Regions from separate parts of the Bombyx mori genome. Here region 2 is linked to region 1. Evidence: chromatin contacts called from public Hi-C data. All regions are on one chromosome and are shown on one strand. The core of a region is the stretch at or near the end of the contact, and the rest is flanking DNA. Distances in the headings are between cores, read along the strand shown.

Evidence for each region. A called contact is a pair of places that touch in the nucleus more often than the background predicts.
Region 2: a Hi-C map of midgut shows a contact between it and region 1, with 1.8 times the contacts expected there. The contact joins the promoter of LOC101738783 here to the enhancer-like site in region 1. A contact is called at or near these places in 3 of 7 Hi-C or Micro-C datasets (midgut, posterior silk gland and whole pupa).

Annotation. Positions count from the first base shown.
Region 1 is chr9:1,557,049-1,559,748 of ASM3026992v2, reverse strand. All of the region lies in intron 2 of LOC101738783 (protein GDAP2 homolog), which reads left to right. Among protein-coding and RNA genes, the nearest start is that of LOC101738783, 39 kb to the left of the region's middle. Within about 2 kb of position 1,383, at least 7 of the 8 cell types and tissues checked have open chromatin away from gene starts, as enhancers often do.
Region 2 is chr9:1,596,376-1,599,075 of ASM3026992v2, reverse strand. It overlaps LOC101738783 (protein GDAP2 homolog), which reads left to right and starts at 1,267. Exons shown (of 12, transcript XM_062670001.1): 1 at 1,267-1,426. LOC119628888 reads right to left here and starts at 698. Exons shown (of 2, transcript XM_038012936.2): 1 at 378-698. The coding sequence starts at 536.

The DNA of each region.
Region 1 (2,700 bases), core at 134-2,633:
TAGGACTCTCCTTTTTTAAACCTCGTCTGAACTACTACACTCTTACTACTATGCCAGAAAACTTAAGACATCACTAACAACAAAGTCAAATTACGTTAAACAGTCGCATTGTCGTTTGGGCTTGCTTGGCCTGAAAACAAAAAATCAATTCGCTAAAATACTTATTCAATGTTAATAATTAGAGAAATGAATAGTTAATTGGCGCCAAAATTAAAGTGAATCCAGATAACGGATGCGATGATCTCTTGACCCAGTTGGGAGGGTCGTCGACCGCGTGACGTCACACCACCCTTCCCCTGACACAATCCCGCCCGTCACGTAACTCCTGGGGGTGTGTCCCTTCCCTTTCGGGGTCACATGCCAGCCACACTCCGAGGCGAATGGTCGTGCTTTACGAAAAAAATAACCGTGTTTTTTCCCCAGTTTTTGTGAGTTCGGGAATGACGATCGTCGGTGAGAAAAATTCTTTTCGTTTAGATCAAATTAATTTTTCATGTAATTTATTCTTGTATATAACTTTATTTGTGCTCATTTGGTATAGAACACACTTATTGCAATATTGTCATTTCATTTTTAAATTGTAACGATGCTTGTAACCGTGGCATTCTTTGAAAGTAAAATGTACAAAATTATTACATACGAATAAAATACGCAAACAAAATTTCAAAACAATAAAACATGTTTTCCTTTGTCGGTTATATAACATTACCATGAAATGACCTTCGGCATACCCTACTACACAAATTATTTACGCGCGGGTACTTTACATAAGTCAGACATTTTCATGTCTTTGCATGTTTTTTTTTCATTCTGTTCCTACATTTTCGTGGCACGACCTCATCAAATATCTATCATCGTAATGCGAAGGTACATAAGTTTCCGCGGTACATCGTTTTGTTTTTTGAATAATTCATTAACTACGTTCAGCATTCTAATTATAAAGGCCTTATTGTTTGTTTTTTTATTATTAGATTCATTCATATTCTTGTAAATGTAATTTTATTACTCGTAATAATTTAGTCTTCAGATATTCATGAGAGATTTTCGTTAACATAATATTATCGAGATTTGGCGCGCAACATACCTACATAATTTCACTATCATTTACCCAGAAACCATTTGTTTCACGAATTATTTTGCTGATGTTTTTTTTATAATAATAGCATAAATAAAGAAATAAAGCCTAAATTTAAAATAGTGGACTAATTATATTTTTAAAATCTTTGTTTATATAGTACAAATTATGTTTGTTTCATTCATTCTGTCGGTGCATTATTATTCATCGTTATTGACGAATTGAAAATGCAAATATCCATGCAGATAACAAAACACAGGCATTATTCATTCAAGCCATTGAATAAAGAGACAAAGACTGATTGTTCAGGTCTCAACGTTCAGTAAAAAATTACGTATTCCTCAATGGATTCGTCTTCCTTCTCTAAACGCACAGGCTAGAGAGAGACGGCTTCATTGCACTTGCTGACGTCACGGGATTCAGGAAACCGTGCCCCAGTTACCTCACTGTGTCAAACTCGATTGCTTTTCGATTTCACTACGTCAATAAATTGTCAGCCTTAACACCGAGCAATAAAGATCGATTCACTCTTCTCGCTGGCTTTTAAATTCCTACAAAACTTGTTTCCCTAGTTCTTACTATGGTGGGTAAGTAGGTCAATTGTGTTCATGAATGAACGAACTAAGGAACGATTTTGAATGCTCAATTAAAATAATGAATGGTTCGAAATTACGTTCGATTTTGGTATTTAATTATGGAAATTGGCCGGTTGTTACGTGCAAAATGGGTCAAAATCTGATACGGAATATAATTTACCCCTATTACTAATTGTAGAATCACTGTGGTGAACTCCTTTCTCCGTTTTTCGCTCTTTATCACACACACAGAAGAAAACACATATTAGTTCTACATCCATTTTAAAACATTTAAAAGCGCTGTCCAAAAGTCAAATAAATACCAAAAGCCCTGGATCATTTATACACTAGCATAGAAGAATGTCTTTGGAATGTTGTAACAACAAAAGGAAATTGTCATTATCGTTTTAAAGTATCGAGTAAAATTTAAGAATTGTCTCTATGATCGATTGAATAGAGAATAAAGTTCGAAATAGCTCGATTTATCGTGCCGTGGCCTTTGGTTTGGCAATGGTTTAAATATAGTGTACAACAGATAATACGGTCTGATCGTAACCACAAAGAATTATATATTTAGGCGGCAAGAATCATGGAACTTTAGTACAAATTATTATATATAGAATAAGAGTAAATCTGAACCATCATTCCCGCAAATCAGTCTCAGAGGCCCCGCCGAGCTGACAGGCGCTCGAGCCCTTTACACTCTTAACAATGATAATAACAATAATAACGAAAGATTAACTAAATCCTAATCCATACTTTATGTTCCTTACACTTTTCTTTTTTTTATTGCCCCTGTAGGCAGACGAGCATACGGCGCACCGGATGGTGAGTGGTTACCGTTGCCCATGGACTTCAGGAATGCCAGGGGCAGAGCCGAGCCGCTGCCTACCGCTTAACCACAAGCCTCGTTTTTTGGACTAAAACTTGAATCATTTTAAAAACAAATAATCTTTAAACAGTTTACGCAGGGTTTTAGAGTCCTAATCCGCGGTTCTGATTGTTCTAAACGACACTCTTCGTAAACAAAACCCCACAGACCACGTCCGC
Region 2 (2,700 bases), core at 18-2,517, 39 kb before region 1:
GCAAAAAAAAAGATACCGCGTGTCTATAGTTGGACGACGGTATTCACTTTCTCGTGTGGAAGAATCTGCAGCGTATGAAACAAATCCATTTCTCGCTGATAACAGCTGGTTAGAAAAAATAGACACGATAATTTACTTCATAAGAAATACGTCCAATTTTTCGTATATTTACTTACGGTTACATCATAGGAAAAAATGCAGAACTTGCTTTGAAATCAATCACACGATCTCATTACAATCATAAATCACTGAAATTTCCTAAGCTCTGACAAAAATCATAGTTTAGTTTTATAAAAAACACACTGCCTTGTTTTCACCTTCGATGATTTTCAACGTTAGTACTTAACTTACAAACAAAAAAATCCATAAAATCTTACCTCCAAAACATTGTTCAATATCGTGCCTTCTCTGAGATAATTACTGCCATTCCTGTCTACGGGTGTAGGGTTCACAGTCGTCATCAGATAACACAAGAAACAAAATAAAGCTATGACTAGAACTGAATATATCACAACAAACAGCAGACGCTTTATCATTGAAAAACGAATTCTTTCGAGCGTGCCCTGAAATACGTGAAATGTGTTAAAGATATTGGTAGGGTATTTGGCAATTTTGATTTAAATCAAAAATTTCTGCTTTGCTTGTGTATTTATAGTGGTTTTTGTTGCAATCTTCTCATGTCAATTTTTCTGACAATTAAGCTACTGTCATTCTAACGGTGTGCGTAGCGAATAAATATTAACTATGAATGATGAATGATTTTTCCATTGATAATAGATGAGGAATTTATATCAATATTAATTTTAGACTTTAGCTTTCTAATAGCTACAAAATATAATATAAACAAATCTATATATATAAAGGAATTGCTGTTCGTTAGTCTCGTTAAAAGTCGAGAACGGCTGGACCGTTAAAAGTTGGTTATAAAAGGTAGATAAATATGAAAATGCTCGGAATTAAATAAAAATAACCATTTTGATTTTCATTTGATGTGTCCCCCGTCGGACGCATTCCTTTTGTTCGTTTTAAGTTTATTTGGTAAAAAAGTTTAGGTCTGTTATTTATCGATTGAGGCAATACGAAGTCTGCCGGGTCAGCTAGTAGAATAATAAAATCTCTTTGTTGAGTATAAAAACCATGTTTATAACGCCTTCAGCCTTATGATTATCAAAAAGAATTTATCTAGCTTTTATTTAACCACGCCTTCGGAAACTTTTTTCCCATTTAAAGTAGATTCTAGAACTATCTATGACAATAGTCTGACCGGATACTTATGACATGAGAAGCTTTTTATAATACTTACTAGATGAGTACCTACTACTTTTATGAAGATACGGCAATACGAGTCAGGCCTTCTCACGACTTCCAAATTTAAGTTAACTTTAACGCTATCGAGAACGTTAAAAAACTCGCACTAAGCACACAGGTAAGTCGCGAGCGAATGGAAGACTAAAACAAGAATATTTTAATGAAGAGATCCTCTCGCCTTCTCAAATTCTTACAATAAATCTGACATATGAATGGCTTTGACAGGAATTGTGTGAAAGATTTCCGATATCAAATTTTCACTGAAAATAACTCCGTACAATGTTCCATTATTTAATTGGTTTTTAGTTGTTATTTGGATTTTTTTGAAGGGAAGCTAACGAGGTAAAGTGTTTTTTTTATTTCTAATTCTTGCTCCCTTGTCTATGATTAGATGTTAATAATTTATTTTATTTGTGAAGTGCATTGGTTTGGTAATGAGACTGATTGATTTAAAAGCTGCTGTTTTTAGGAACAATTTCGAATATACTGCAAAATGCAAGCGGGTACAGTATGCGCCTGTCCAAACTTTAGACTTACAAACACTTCAAGAAATGTAGTATATTTTAGCTTTTCTAAGTTGTGTTTCTATAATTTATCCCTTTATGATCCTGAAATGACCTTGTTCACATATATCCGTTTCTCCTGAATATTAATTGAATCTAAATTGAAGCAGTTCCAAGTAAATCTCTATATAGCAATAGAATTGATCGGTTTCAGATTCTTTAGAATTTTGAATGGGATTCCCCTCGCTGTTATTTCTGAGAAATGTGTCCACTAGTCTTTCTTCGAACAAGATTTTAGAATATCTTTATAGGAAGGCTTATACAATGATTGAACCGGCGAAAACTTACATCAGGCGACTTGCATGCAGAGAATGCTTCACGCAGCAATAGAATCAATACTCTTACGAAAGATTGAAAACACAGCAAATTATATTGTTGACTGAAATGACACGGGCTATTCGATGATAGTGTTTGAAAAACTTGTTTACAAAACTCATAATTTAAAAAAAAAACTTCACTTTTAAGACGCTATATAAAAATTCAGTAAATAAATACTCGAAATTGCGGCAACTTAAAAATTCAATGACAAAATAAAACATTTTTCTTTGATTAAGCATCGTCTTGGTATCGTGAAGGTCATGAACCTTTCATATAGGCGATTGCACAAAGAATATTATTTTCATAATATAACACAGCTGGTATCAATTTAATAGATATATCACAATTCATTTTATTATAAAAGGCTTCCAATGTTAGCCGATAAGAAGTTGTCGTAAAAATGAATTATTATTTTATTATAATGAAATAGAATATTTTTCGTTGTATAAATTAAGTTATAGATACTCAATCGAACATTGAAACCTAACTATTGTAGTGTGATTTATGAATA